2 separate regions of the Mus musculus genome follow, and region 2 is linked to region 1. The links are chromatin contacts, called in public promoter capture Hi-C maps. All regions are on one chromosome and are shown on one strand. The core of a region is the stretch at or near the end of the contact, and the rest is flanking DNA. Distances in the headings are between cores, read along the strand shown.

Region 1 (7,709 bases), core at 2,787-5,286:
ACAGTGTCTATTTTATAAGTGTTAAATGGAAGCGATTGCTTTGGTTATGTCAGATTGGGAGCAACAGGCCTCATCCTCCGTAGCACCCCGACCACGGAGGCCCACTCACCGTGCCAGTAGTTGCAAATGGAAAATTCCTGGCCCCAAGGACTATAGCAGACCCGATAGAGGTTAGACCGCATGGACGTGGGGAAGAGCCATTTCAAATAGTCCGTGTCTGAAAGAGAACCGCCATGCCAAGGGCCATCAAATCTCTGTGCCCCGAACACACTATACTGCCTTCTATGGCACCCACAGTGCCCACTCACCTCCATACTGGCCCATCTGTGGGGAGGAGAGGGAGATGAAAGAGTCCACATTGTGGTTATCCATGACAGACAGCAAAGCACGGCACACCAGGCCCCCTGGAAGCAGAGCACCAGTGTTGGAAATGGTCTTTTAGGTTGATTGATTTATTTCATGTATATGAGTGCACTGTCCCTGTCTTCAGACACACACACCAGAAGAGGGCATCAGATCTCATTACAGATGGTTGTGAGCCACCACATGGTTGCTGGGAATTGAACTCTGGACCTCTGGAAGAGCAGTCAGTGAGTGCTCTTAACCGCTGAGCCATCTCTCCAGCTCCGAAAGGGTCTTAAGAATAGCCACTGGAGTGATCCTTACTTCCTGTCTCTCAGAATCCCAGGCCTCCGATACACTCCATTCCAGCACGGGTCACAGGTCACATGATGGAGCCATGGTGCGAGTTTAGGCCTCTGACCAACTGAAATGCTTTTAGCTGCTCTGTAATTCCTTAAATCTAAGAACCATGGCCAATGAGCACAGAAGGAACCCTCCCTCCCACTCAGGACACAAACGCCAGAAAGTAGGCCTTAGATAAGGGTCAAGCTCAGACGGGGGTTGGGAGTTAAGAGTGTGCGTTGCTTACCCTGGGAGTAGCAGATGAGGTGCACTCCTTCAGGGGCCTTTTCCATGATGGGGACCACAGCCTCTCGGAACCCTTGTACCTGTTCCCACAGGGGCCGCAAACTCTCTCTGCCATCGAAGAGATCAAGCACTGTCACCACAGTCCCGGTGTGTGTCTGTGGGAAAGGGGCAATGCGGCACTAGGTTGGACAAAGTGTATTCACTGTGCTTGCAGGAACCCCCATCCCTCAGCTCTCCCCGTGCGGGGAGCAGTACCCTGAAAACTAGCCTAGAGGGGCTGGCTGTCTTTCATCTGCCCACGCTTCCTCCCCCAGCCACTTTATATCCATTCAGTATCCCCCACAGACCTCATTGATATAGTCCAGCAGGTGGCGGAAGCTGTATGAACTGTCAAAGAGCCCGTGCACCACGATCACGGGCTTGTAGGACCCGCGGTGGGCTGCGGGGGCTGCGGGCATCAGCAGCGGCAGGAACGGCAGGAGAAGCAAAGCCCAAGCCGAAGGAAGCCTCTGCCTCCATAGCCCCGGCATGCTCCCACCTGAGAAGGAACGAGAGGCCGTGAGGGAGACGACGCCTCTCCACTCCCAACAGACTCACAGCAAGCAACTCTCCGGCCTCCGCTCCTACTCCTGGTCCGTATGAGGGAAGGCTACTTTTAACTTACTCCATCCAGATGGCTCGGCACAAACACCTACCACCTCCATGCACCAATGCTCACCCTAAGTCCCGCCCCCAACTTGGCGCCCAAGGGACTTTGTCCCAAGGCCCAGGATCTCCCTTAAGCATCACCTCGGCCATTCACTACTCTGGGATCTGCAAAGGCCGGGGAACAGCGGCCCAGGACACACGGAGAGTGGAAACTCCCACCTGGTCTGTGTCTGGAGGCTTCGTTCCGCCAGCTGTTTACTTGTACCTAGTCTGTAATCCACCGGATACGGGGATAGGGGGACAAGGAGAGCGCGCAGTGGGATGACGGACGGGGCGCGGGGGGGGGGGGGGGGGTGCTGCTCGGGGTCGCGCAAAGCCGTCACGTCCGGGACTTTCCCTGGCAACAGGGCGAGCGTCCCCTGCAACGCGGACAGCGGACCGGAGGGGCAATGGAACATTCCATTGCACCCAAAGAACTGGGGAGGAAATAGACAGAGCGATCCATTTAGCCGGATGGGGAGAGGCAACAGCAGAAAAAGATAATACTGGGTTTCTAAAGAAGGCATTCCTAGGCTTCAGCTGCATCCAGCCACCCAGGGGTGCAACTTCCCCTCCTTAATGCGGCCCACTTTCCAATCCAGGCTGTCTGGCTTCGTAGCAGAGCCCAAGAAAACGTGCGAGGGGGGAGGTTAGGACTGACGAAAGGCGACTCCCGCTTCTATCGCTGGACGCCAGGCTTGTGTTAGGCCAGAGTGCCAGGCCGATCACAGCTGAAGAGCCCCTCTTCCCACTCCTGCCTGCCCTCCCGCTCCGGATCAGCGCCTTACAACTCTTCACTTTGAAGTGCGTGTTGTGCCCTTGTCTCCGGAGACGCCGAGAGTCCTCCAGGCCCCTCAAGTGAAGTGCAGCCTGACCCAGTTTCTCTGGCCCTACTTTTATCTCCGCATTCACGACCCACCCTCCCGGACCCACCTTATATGGGCGTGGGGCCCCGTGGGCTTCAAGGACTCACCACAGGATTTCCACCAGTCTTTCAATCCTGAGCGACCCCGACAAACTGCTCCTCAGATCCCTGCGGGCTGCTGGCGACACAAACCCTGCCAGTGCAGGCAGACTTCCTCCCCGCTGCGGGCGCTGGCACCACTCGGCCTACCCGTGACCCCTACGGCGCGCCGGAGTGCCAGGGAATAGCCTTTATCCGTCAGTGCTTTTACTTAGCAATTAAATAAGTTTGCAGGGTTTCTGAGCTTCAAGGCCTGTACTCAGGGACTTTGTTTAATCTGAACTTAATAAAACCAGAAGCGTGTATTGAAGATGGTGTGGGAGGGATGGGTCCAAGGTTCCCTCTGATCCATGCACGGTTGAAAAACCAGAACCACCGGTATGAGGCCGTGGGTAAAAATTTCTCAGACCTGGAACGGGCTCAAGCCAGGGCTTTGGAGACTGCTCTCCAGGACGCCACCAGAGGGGCTTTGTCCTAGAGCAACTGTCTCTGGAGAGAGTTGGAAAATCCTAAAGGGGTGTTTCTGATTCTCCTGCTAGGTTTCTGCAAAAAAGGCTCAACTGGTGTAACCTCTGTAGAGGGCCTATCCTTACCCCACCTCCCCACCCACGCCCTTACAAGACACAAAAAGCAAATAAAAAGAGTGGAAGTCACCGCTGTGTCTTGGGTTGACTCCGGGGGTGGATCTGCGTCTTGGGGCAGGAGGAGGGGGGAGAGAGGGAGTGCTTTAAGGAGAGGTTGTGACTGCTGACTGGACCAAGAACTCTTCAGCCCCCAACAAGCACGCTTTTCCAAACCTGCCTGTCACAAACAAGCAATTAGAGCTTGCTTCCCTCTGATGAAGCATTTCAGCTTCTTATAACCCTAGAGAAAGAAGGTACCTGTGTACCCCCACAGGCGCTTTCTTTTTCTCCTTTTCTTTAGCCACAGTCAGCATCTTACCTCTATTGTCAGGCTGTATATGGGGGAGGGGGGGTCTGAACCTCTTGGTTCCACTCTTTGTACAGTTCTGTCTCACACCTGGAGAAACCTAGAACTATCTTGCAGGATGTTCTGAGGGAAACTGAGGGAGCAACCCCATGGATGAGCAGGGACTGCTTGAACGGGGTCTGGAGATAAGTGTGGTAAATCCATTGAGCTGGCTTCTTCTCACAATATAATCACTACAGCGAGTCTTTGCGGGAGAGGCTCTAGAGATTTCTCCCTCCCTCCCTCCTTCTCTTAGTCCCACCCGCCTTGCCTGGTCTTGCCTCCCGGTTTCCATGACAACTCCAAGGGAGCTAAACTGGGGGCTTGACTGCCAGGGTGAGAGGAGGAAAGAGGTGGTCCAGAAGCAGAGAGAAACCGAGTTTTTCGGGGGGAGACTTCTGAAGCTCTCCCCCATCCCTGCCTCGGTCCCTTTAAGCTCCCCCCCAGCCACCCCCCCCCCCCAACACACACTGTCTTCATCTCTCCATTTCCGCGCTGCTGCTGCTACCGCCGCTGCGCCATCCCGGACTGAGACACTAAGACTCCTGCGCCAGCAGTCAGGGGGCCCTGACTCCAGCTTCAGAGACCCTGTCCCAACGATTGCAAACATGTCGTCAGAAAAGTCAGGTAAAAAAAAAACTATATATATATATATCCCTCCCCCAACCCCCTCTGTCATCTCCTACCTAACCTCCACTTGCCCTAATCCCCTTCTTTGACCCCCTCTGGGATGTTGTGTGGCTCAGTTCCATTCCTTCTCTCCATGCATACCCCACCCCCTCCCCTTTCTATATCCCATCCTTCTCTTCCTTCGGGTCAGTCTGCCTCTGTCCCTTGGTCCCTTGTCAACAACATGGGGGGGGGGTGCAGTTTTGAAATGGAAAGGGAGGCAGAGCCAGGTTCTGCAGGGACATCATCCCTGGGAGTGACAGATGGACAGTCACCGGTTCAGTGGCATGGAGACACCCAGTGGAAAAATAACGGAGACTTAATCAGACTGGGTTGTTGGGAAAGTAATATCTAGAAGACAATTTTTTTTCTTCTTTGAGATGAGATTCCCCTCTGTAGCCCAGGCTGGTCTTGAACTTCCCAGTTCTTCACCCTTCCCCGGCTGCTTCACAAGTACAAGGATTACAGGCATGAACCACTATGCCTAGTCCCAGAAGCTTTGTCATGGACCTTAACGGAGGCCCATGAGATTCCCAGGTAACTCCACCTGAAGCAAAGTGGAAATGTTAAACTGAGCGTGCATGACCCCTGTGACACGACCACATGTGCAGGAAGAGGGGACAGCTGGCTCAGAGACAACCCTGAATGAGGGTTGTGGTTGACAGCAGCGGAGCCTGGGAGGAGCTGTGACAGTTGTGACGGCAAAACTAGATTGGGGCCAGGTGGCCTACATACAACCCCTTCCCTGACCCCAAAATGGGAGATGTCGTCTCGGCTGTATCTCCCTCGCTCTTTCTCCATCTCTTGCTGTCTCATGTCTCTTACCCTTCTGATCTCTGCTGTCTTCTCTCTCCCCTTATCCTCTCCTCGGCTTTTCCATGGCCAGGCCTTCCAGACTCGGTTCCCCACACTTCACCGCCGCCCTACAATGCCCCCCAGCCACCGGCCGAGCCCCCCATCCCGCCCCCACAAACGGCCCCATCCTCACATCACCACCACCACCACCATTACCACCAGTCTGGCACCGCCACCCTCCCGCGCTTAGGAGCAGGTGGCCTGGCCTCTGCTGCGGCCAGTGCTCAACGCGGTCCTTCGTCTTCCGCCACGCTACCGCGGCCCCCCCACCATGCCCCGCCCGGCCCCGCCGCTGGGGCTCCCCCACCCGGCTGTGCTACCTTACCCCGCATGCCACCCGACCCTTATCTGCAGGAGACTCGCTTCGAGGGTCCACTTCCCCCACCACCGCCTGCGGCCGCCGCCCCGCCCCCACCAGCGCCTGCCCCGACGGCCCAAGCCCCGGGCTTCGTGGTTCCCACGCACGCGGGGGCGGTGGGCACGTTGCCGCTGGGGGGCTACGTGGCGCCGGGCTACCCGCTGCAGCTGCAGCCGTGCACTGCTTATGTCCCTGTGTATCCGGTGGGCACGGTGAGTGTGGGGCTGATAAGATCTAGGAGGACAGGGAGGCAGGTGCAACAGGGACACGCGGGAAGCTGGGAGAGAGTGAAACAGAACCAGATCGACCGCCAGCCGTTCTGGTAACAACCCCTAGTCAGAAGAGTAGAAAGAGAAGAGACAGTGGATAGGAAGGTGGTGGACCTGGGGCGAGGGGTGGGGAGAGTGAGGGGGCAGGTTGTCAAAGGTCAAGGTTTGGGAGGTGGTTCAGAAGGCAAGAGGAGGTCTGACTTGACTTGGAGGGAGAGGAAGAAATGGATCCTGGGAAGCCAGGGGTAGAAGGGGGCAGAAGCCTGAGCCTGGAAATGCTAACGAGGATGGAAACAAGACCGGAAGGGCAGGCAGACCCAAAAGCTGTACCTTGTAAGACAGTGTGGGAACTTCCACGAATATAGAAGTTAATGATACCATGAAGGGAGGCCTAGGCCGATTTTACTGTCAGAAAGGATAGGGGGTGGATTCTAACCCCCTTTAACCTTAGAATGGTGTTTTTAAAAAAACCTCTCTGCCAATTGGCCAAGCAGCAAGACTGTAGTGTGACAGTCCCTTTCCCCCACTGTCCTTGCCACAGCCCTACGCAGGCGGGACCCCCGGGGGTCCTGGAGTGACCTCCACTCTGCCCCCGCCGCCCCAGGGCCCAGGATTGGCTCTGTTGGAGCCCAGGCGTCCGCCACACGACTACATGCCCATCGCTGTGCTGACCACCATCTGCTGCTTCTGGCCCACAGGCATCATCGCCATCTTCAAGGCCGTGCAGGTGTGGGGTTGACCAGGGTTTTCTTAGTCTGGGGCATTCTGGACTTATTCTCAGAGGGGAGGCTGTGGCGGGTGAGCAGTGGCTCTCTGACCCCCCCCCCCCCCCGTTCCCTCGCCCCTCCCCGGTAGGTGCGCACGGCTTTGGCCCGCGGAGATTTGGTGTCTGCCGAGATCGCTTCACGCGAAGCCCGGAATTTCTCCTTCATCTCCCTGGCCGTGGGCATCGCAGCCATGGTGCTTTGTACCATCCTCACTGTAGTCATCATCATCGCCGCCCAGCACCACGAAAACTACTGGGATCCCTAAAAACGTCCCCATCTCGGCCCCACTCCGTGCCCCCCAACCTCCCAGGCGCGTCGCGCAGTTCTGCCGCCTACCCAACGCGCGCCCTGCACAGCCTCCTGAGGCGCCGCTGGACGTCCAGACATCATAAACTCCGCCCCCACGGAACCTCTGGCCCAGAGAGTACGCTCAGTTCCTCAGGAACCCCTCTAACACCCACATCCTCAGCGGCACTGGAATCCGCGCCAAACCCCAATCCTCCAGTCGCCCTAGTTTCCCACCCCATCAAAGTGCAGTGCCAGGGGAGGAGCTCTCCTCGTCTCCTCTCCCCAGTAGGAGTCAGGTCCCAGAAGCCCTGCCTCATCTATGAGCTCCACCCCAACTCCCACAAACCCCGCCTCCAGGTCGGCAGGCCCCGCCTTCTTTTTCGTCTTTTGGGGTGTTCAGTCTGATGATTGGGTCTGTGAATCCAGGCCCAGCTCACATACAGACGGACTCATTCCCCCTACCTCCCTAAAAGGACTCAGCCTTGGGAGAACTACACCCCCACTCTGGCTCGGATTTTTTGCCAGTGAGGATTTTTCTTTTCCCCCCACCCCATCTCTGCCTATTTTCTTGCTAATTACAGAACTTCCCGTTTTGCTGCTTTTGGAGTGAGATGTGGGAAGTTCCTGGTTTAGTACCCCTCACCCTGGAAAAAGAACCAAGTCCCTGCAATGTAAATACCCTTTCTACCTGTGCCAACCCCTGGTCAGTGGGGGCAGAAGAGAATCCAGGGTTAAAGGGAGGGAGTCGACGCTCCCCGGCCCTCCCCTCAGCCCTAGACTTGTTTTGATCTGTGTGTGCCGTGTGTGAACTTCCACGAGACAGTATTAAAAACATTTTAGTGGATTTATCACCCGCAGTTCCAAAGACCACAGCTCAGAGAACACCCAGCGTTCTGTTCCCGGTTCACTTTTCATCTTGTCGTCCCCCCAAACCGGTGGGGGGGTGGGGGTGG
Region 2 (7,709 bases), core at 1,410-3,909, 560 kb after region 1:
TGAGTACACTGTAGTTGTGGTCAGACACACCAGAAGAGGGTATCAGATTCCGTTACAGATGGCTGTGAGCCACCATGTGGTTACTGGGAATTGAACTCAGGGCCTCTGCAAGCACAGCCAGTGCTCTTAACTGCTGAGCCATCTCTCCAAGCTCCAAACTTCCTCTTCTATTGAGACAGGGTCTCATGTAGCTCAGGCTGACCTTCAACTTAATATGTAGTGAAGGACAGACTCCCTGCCTCTATGTGGGATTTCAGTCACATGCCAGCGCTCTGGTTTTATGCTGCGCTGGGAATCAAACACAGTTCTACACCCGCTGGATAAGGACTGTTAACTAAACCACACTGCTAGCCACGCCCACGCCCCACCCACTTTGCTTTTGTTGTTCTTTTGAGACAGGGCGGCTCCTGTAGTCCTGATGGAACTCTTCTCTCTCGTTTTGTTTGTTTGTTTGTTTTTTAATTTCCTCTCTCACTCACTTCCTCCTCTCTACGTCCTTCTGGAGTGTTTTATATTCTTATAAACACACAATTCCCTCCCTCTCTTCTGGTTGCCTCTTTTTCTGCCTCTTTCATTTTCTCGTTCCTGCTACTTCCTCTTCCCTTTTCTCTCGGCTCCACCCCTTCATCCCAGCCCCACTCCCTACGTGGGTTTCCCTCGTCCCCTCACCCCCTGCCCGCACACCCTCCCACCTCCAGCCCCCCTCCCTCGCCCCCTTGCCCCCAGCCGCCACTTCCTTCCCCGCCCCTTCATCTGCTCCACCCCTCACCCTTCCCCCTTGTCTCCTCGTCCCCCCAGACTCACATTCCTTTCCAGTCTCTTCACTAGAAGAAAAAAAAAATGGTTCAGTAAGACCCCTTCCCTGACCCCCCCCCCCGCCAGAATGGCACCCCACATTGGCTCATCCATCCTAGGACAGCACCTCTCATTGAATCTGCTACCTCAGAATAGCACCCCACCCCAGGCCCCCAACGCCAGAGCAGCAGGTCTCCACCCCAGAACTGCCTTCCACAACACACCTACTGGAGCCCCACCCCTCCAACCTCGCTGGTTGCCATAGGAACCACAGCCAAAACCTGGGTCTTTTGGACAACTCTGGCCTTTTCTAGCAGTAGGAAGGGTGTGGAGGGCAAGCTGTGGGTGACCGAGATGCTCTAGGGCTTACCTCTCTGACTGAACCGGCACAAGCAGATGAACAGGATGATGACAAGCAGGAGGAGGAGCCCTCCCAGTCCCAGGCTCCCATTTAGCAGGAAATCATCTGGAAGGAGTATCTCTGAGAGGGTTTTTTTTTTCCCCACCAATTTCCCAACCTCCTGGTTAAATGTAAGTTTCCTAGCTTCCTATATTTTTCCTGGGTCCCCCTTCCCCAATTTTTTATTTTATCCTATCTTCCTCTCCCCGATCAATCCTGTTTTCTATTTTTTGACAATTTCATACATATATAAAAAGTCTCAGCCGGGCGTGGTGGCGCACACCTTTAATCCCAGCACTTGGGAGGCAGAGGCAGGCGGATTTCTGAGTTCGAGGCCAGCCTGGTCTACAAAGTGAGTTCCAGGACAGCCAGGGCTATACAGAGAAACCCTGTCTCGAAAAACAAAACAAAACAAAACAACAAAAAAAAAGTCTCTTGGTCATTTCCAAAGCCCTTTCTCCCTCTCCCCCCTCCCAACCCATGTCTCTCCCACCTTTCTGTCACTTTATGTTGAGAGTCTCATGTATCCTGGGAGGCCTTAGATTCTCCTAGTAGCCGAGTATGCTTGACTTTCTGATCCTCACACCCCTGTGTCGTGTCTTAAGTGCTAGCTTGGCAAGAGTGTACTACCATGGCTGTTTTATGTGGCTCTGGGGTCAAAGCCAGGACCCTGCTATCCTCTCACAGTTTAAAATACAGGAAAATATACTCTAGGAGATTTTGAGGGGGGGGCGGTGTTGTATTTTTGTATTAGTTTTTGTTTGCTTGTTTTGTTTTGTTTTTAAAGACAGGGTTTCTCTGTGGAGCTCTGGCTGTCCTGGAACTCTAGACCAGGCTGGTCTTGATCTCACACACAGAGATCCTCCTGCCTCTGTCCGCCATCCCAACCCCTCCGGCCCTCTTGCCCCCTCACTCCCACCTCCCCCCACTCTGGGATTAAAGGTGTGCACCACCACTGCCTGGCTTTTTTTTTTTTTCTTTCTTTCTGCAGTATCTTCTATAGTTTAGGCTGCTTCCAAATTTCCTGAAGCCTCATGCAGAGACAAGTCATGTCCTTGATTTCTAGTCCTTCGGACCACCCCACCTCTCTGGTGCTGGGATTACAGGAGACACTATAACCCAGGGCTTCGTGCCTACACATTCATTACCCAGACATATTTGTTACCCAGACTTCAACTTCTCACTTCCTCTAGAGATTCACCTACCGGGTTACCTCTCCTGACTATGCTCACTCCCTACTGTTTCCGGGTCTCAGGAGGCCCCTCTTCCACCTGTACTGCCTCATTCTGACCACTTCTCCTAATCCTGAACCCTGCTTTTCTTCCCTCACTCTCCAGCCCTCACATCCCTCCCCTTTCCGAACGGAGGGGTCCCTACTTACTGGTTGTGCAATTGTTACCAGATCCCATTGTCATCAGACATAGTCCAGGGACTGAGAACAGGCCTGAAGGTCAAGACTAAACTAATCCCTCTTCTGCTGGGCTTAATAGCTTGGGTTAGTCACGTGCCCCCAAGTTCCCCATCTCTGAGGCAAGGGGCCCCTTTACAGTCCTCATCCTCACTGGGCTGGGGATTTTATGTTTGTCTTTTTCTCTTTTTTGTTTTTTTGGCTTTTTTTGGAGACAGAGTTTCTCTGTGTAGCCCTGGCTGTCCTGGAACTCACTCTGTAGACCAGGCTGGTCTCAAACTCAGAAATCCACCTGCCTCTGCCTCCCAAGTGCTGGGATTAAAGGCGTGTGCTACCACTGCCTGGCTTATGTTTGTCTTAACATATTGTGGTACCCATTTTCCAGGCCAGGAGCCCGAGATTTTAACAAGGAAAGCCCAACGCAGCCCTATTGGTAGAGATGGATCTCTGTGAGTTCAAGCACAGCCAGAGCTACACAGTGAGACCCTGTCTCAAGAAGCGAACAAAAGCCGGGGCGTGGTGGCGCACGCCTTTAATCCCAGCACTTGGGAGGCAGAGGCAGGCGGATTTCTGAGTTCAAGGCCAGCCTGGTCTACATAGTGAGTTCCAGGACAGCCAGGGCTATACAGAGAAACCCTGTCTCAAAAAAACAAACAAACAAACAAACAAAAAAAAACCCAAAAAAATAAAGAAGCAAAAGCCAAGGGAGACTCAGAAGTAGCAGAGAAAGTGTTTAGCTGTATTGCCCCCTCCCATTTACTCTGCCCCAGGCTGATGGGGGTGGGAAAGGCAGCGGGGGGGGGGGGCACTTGGAGGAAGCTGGAAACACTGCTCAATCCTGAATGCTGGTGAGAGGGCTGGTGAAGGCAAGGGAGCCAGGGTCTGGAGTAGTTGTGGGAACCACTGGGAAACCAGAGAGAAGGGTGCCCTTTCCCAGGAGGGAGGACCTTATTTGGCTGGTGTGGAGTAGTGGCTACCAAGAATGCTTTAACTTCCCCTTGGGTACTTCCTGCCCTTTAACTGCTGGTTCCTGTTTGAGGGTAGATAGAGGCCCCTCACTTGAGGGACAACAGCGTGAAACTCAGAACCTCCCAGTTATAAGGGGCATGCTGTAGGTTTGAGGGACCCCTGAGGAGCTGTGATGAATCAGGGACAGAACAGATTATTATTAGTAGTTATTATTATTAGCAGAATTTTGCTATGTAGCCCAGGCTGACCTGAGGCTCACCATCTTCCTGCCTCAGCCTGCAGAGTATACGGCGGGCCACCACTTTCAGCTGCAGCTTCTTTTCTTTGGAAAATGAAGGCACAAGAGCTCAGAGGGTAGGGTGTGAATGCAGATTCCTTCGGGTTCAGGGAACTCCAAATCCATAGTCTGGCCTCCATTTATCCCAGCAGGTTTCCCGTCTCATCCCGGATCTCCACCCACTCCCCGCTGACCCAGACTCTTGGTTTACAGTGGGGACACATTCAACTGTTCAGAGTGGAAAGAAGCTCCCCACCGCAGGCATTCTGCCCCTCCCGCAGTTTTAGCCTCTTTCCACTGCCTCTGTGCCTCCTTGCATCTAGGAGAGGAAGAATAGCCATTGGGAGATGGTGTTACATCTTTCCTTTGAGATTCCTAGATATCATTAGGGTGGTTACTCCCTCAGCCCCAGCCTCCCGGTTCACCCTGTACTGGTAAAGGAATGTCCACCTCCTCCAGGGGCCCCCTCTGCGGTGCCGCCTTAAGGTTCATCATCTTGTGGTTTGTGCATAGGCATGGGCTCCCAGCACCTCGAGTGCCAGATAACTCTGGGGTGTCTCAGGGCACCTCTCTTGGTGTCTGGCAGCTATATGCAGCAGGATATCGATGTGCTACCAAAGGAGTAGGGAAGTCAGAGGTAGTCAGACTAAATCTGCTAACAGATGCTGACAGGAAGTGGGTGAGAGAAGCTGATGTTAGCAAAGCCTTGGGGCATCAAGGAGAACTTCCCACAGAAGGCAGCATTCTGGCATTGGCAGGAGGGCAGGAGGGACTGAGGTGAAGGTCTCTCAGTGCCACTGTGACCAAGAGAGAAAGGGGTGTAGAAGACTACACCCCAATCTTTGAACAGAGAGGAAGCTGGTAGCTAGGATGGAGACAGAGGTGGGTGAGTCTGGTGCCTGGGTCCCTATGCATGTTTTGTTAACCAAATTCAGGGACTTTGTGGTACTCCCCCCCCAGTGTTTCCCCCAGAACAAATGGGGATCACAATCTAAGTGGGTTTCTTCTTTTTTATAGTTTATAATTACATTTTTTTTAAAATTTTTAAACATTGGGTGAGGAGAGAGCTCTGTTGGTAAAAGCACTGGCCGCACAAGCATGAAGAACTGAGTTCGAGTCCCCAGGGCCCACATAAAGATGGGTGTGGCAACCACTTGTGAAAGTCCATGTTCCTAGTATGAGATGGGAGATGTGGAAAACTGAGAATTCAAGGAAGATCGCAGGGGATGGGGTGTCCGGCCTAGAATGTTCAGAGAAGATCGAAATTAGACCCTGTCTCAGATAAGGTGGTGGGCTGGCCGGGGTTAGCATTTGACGTGACTGTGAACTCATACTGAAAAACACACATGCGTGCACACTCACACACACACACACACACACACACACACACACACATACACACACACACACACACACATACACACGCGCGCACAAAGGTCAAACATCTAGAAAAACTGAACCTTACAACAAATTCATATACATATATATCATATATATATTTGACCAAGCCAGCTCAGTCAATCAACAGGGTCTCAAGGGAGGGAGTGAAGATTGAAAAGAAAAAGGCAAAGCCAGGCATGGTGGCACACACCTTTAATCCCAGCACTCAGGAGGCAGAGGCAGGTGGATTTCTGAGTTTGAGACCAGCCTGGTCTACAAAGTGAGTTCCAGAACAGCCAGGGCTACACAGAGAAACCCTGTCTTGAAAAAAAAAAAAACAAAACAACAACAACAACAACAACCCCCCCCCAAAAGGTAATTAGACAAAACTATAACAAGACTCCAGCCTGCACTGAGGCTGAAGCGGGTTTATTTCTCTCCAGCCTGCTTTGATATCATTTTAGGTACATAAAAACAAAAAACCAAAAAACAAACAAAAAAACCCCCCAAAAAACCATGGGCAGTTCTTAGAGCAAAGACAAAGTAATCAAATGAAGTAGTAAACAAGGAGATCACACAAGGTAATAATTAAGTAAAAAACTAAAAACAAAGCCCCATGACCCCTGTTTCTAATATTCTTATCTGAGCCTACTTCCTTGTCCAAGCCCAGTGACAAGCCAAATTCCTAGAATCGGCACCAAAAGCTCTCAGAGCTCTCAATATGTGTGTGTGTGGTGTGTATTATATAATTTGTTTTTATTTTAAATTATATTTGTGTCCATGTATGCATACAAACTTGAATGCAAATACCATCAGAAACCAGAAGAGGGCGTTGGATCCCCTCAAGCTGGAGCTATAGGTTACCTGACTAGGGTGCTGGAACCTGAACTCAGGCCCTCTGCACGAGCTGCAAGTGCTCTTAACTGCTGCACCATTTCTTCAGGTCCCATAAGCATAGTCTTAGCACCTAGATCATTGGTTCTCAACCCATGGGTCCCAACCCCACCACACCTCAGACATCCTGCATTTGAGACATTGACACTATGATTTGTAACAGTTGCAAAACCACAGTTATGAAGTAGCAACAAGGTAACTTTATGGCTGGGGGGGTCAGCACAACATGAGGGACTCTATTTTTTTTTTTTTTTTTTTAAAGATTTATTTATTTATTTATTTATTTATTATATGGAAGTACATTGTAGCTGTCTTCAGACACTCCAGAAGAGGGAGTCAGATCTCGTTACGGATGGTTGTGAGCCACCATGTGGTTTGCTGGGATTTGAACTCTGGACCTTCGGAAGAGCAGTCGGGTGCTCTTACCCACTGAGCCATCTCACCAGCCCCGAGGGACTCTATTAAAGCGTTGCAGCATCAGGAAGTTTGAGAACCACTGACCTAGATCTATAAGCAACACTTTGCTGAGTCACATGCCTCCCTCTCCTTTGTTTGTTCAGTTTTGTTTAAGATTTATTTATTATTATATCTAAGTACACTGAAGCTGTCTTCAGACACACTAGAAGAGGGTGTCAGATCTCATTACAAATGGTTGTGAGCCACCATGTGGTTGCTGGGATTTGAACTCAGGACCTTCAGAAGAGCAGTCAGTGCTCTTAACAGCTGAGCCATCTCTCCAGCCCCTTTGTTTGTTTGTTTGGGTTTTTGTTTTTGTTTTTTTTTTGAGACAGGGTTTCTCTGTATAGCCCTAGCTGTCCTGGAACTCACTCTAGACCAGGCTGGCCTTGAACTCAGAAATCCACCTGCCTCTGCCTCCCAAGTGCTGGGATTAAAGGCGTGCGCCACCACTGCCCTTTGTTTGTTTTCAAGACCAGGTTTTTTCTCCCTGTGTAGCCCTGGCTGTCCTGGAATGTGCTCTGTAGACCAAGCTGGCCTTGAACTCTGATCAGTCTGCCTTTGCCTCCTAAGTGAATGCATGTTGGTTCCTTCTTTCCTTCTTGAGACAGGTTCTTATGCATCCCAACCTGGCCTCACGCTTGCCAACTAGTGAAGGATGACCATGGGTTTCTGACGGTTCTGCTGGGATTACAGGCCCGCAGCACCAAGCCTGCTTGATTTCGTGCTGGGGACAAAGCCAGGGCCCTGGGCATGCAAGGCCAGTGCTCTCCCATGAACCACAGCCCTGAGCTACTTCTCATATCTTTCCAGGTTGTGACTATTACCTCATGTTACCGCTGAATTGTTCAAGTTAGTCTTTGTTTCCTCTTTTTTTTTCCTTGCCTCAGGAAGACAAAATTTACATCTAGTAAAATGTATGAAGCTGGAATTAGTTCTGTTTTGCCTGTTACAGAATCAAACCTACTAGCCAAGTGCCCTGTCAGGAAACTCTACTGCTATCCCAACACTGCCTTTTCGTCTCTCTGGGCCTCAGCATCTTCTTAGGGCTTTCCCATGGAGACGAAGTGGCTAGTGTAATAAAGACTGTAGTTCAGTGGCTAGCACATTCTTGGTGCCTTTGGTCAGTC

The links. Capture Hi-C pulls out chosen DNA fragments and counts their contacts.
Region 2: a contact with region 1 is called in a promoter capture Hi-C map of adipose tissue. The contact joins the promoter of Lst1 here to the promoter of Prrt1 in region 1. A contact is called at or near these places in 1 of 39 promoter capture datasets (liver), 1 of 115 datasets of contacts at active chromatin or transcription factors (pancreatic cancer cells) and 2 of 9 other capture datasets (adipose tissue and pancreatic islet).

Annotation. Positions count from the first base shown.
Region 1 is chr17:34,625,528-34,633,236 of GRCm38.p6, forward strand. Prrt1 (proline-rich transmembrane protein 1) reads left to right here and starts at 4,037. Exons shown (of 4, transcript NM_030890.2): 1 at 4,037-4,177; 2 at 5,106-5,644; 3 at 6,243-6,428; 4 at 6,557-7,599. The coding sequence starts at 4,159. The coding sequence ends at 6,733. Ppt2 (palmitoyl-protein thioesterase 2) reads right to left here and starts at 1,908. Exons shown (of 9, transcript NM_001302396.1): 1 at 1,798-1,908; 2 at 1,278-1,468; 3 at 932-1,085; 4 at 309-404; 5 at 110-217. The coding sequence starts at 1,460.
Region 2 is chr17:35,185,781-35,193,489 of GRCm38.p6, forward strand. It overlaps Lst1 (leukocyte specific transcript 1), which reads right to left and starts at 2,660. Exons shown (of 4, transcript NM_010734.2): 1 at 2,577-2,660; 2 at 1,166-1,261; 3 at 805-824. The coding sequence starts at 2,610.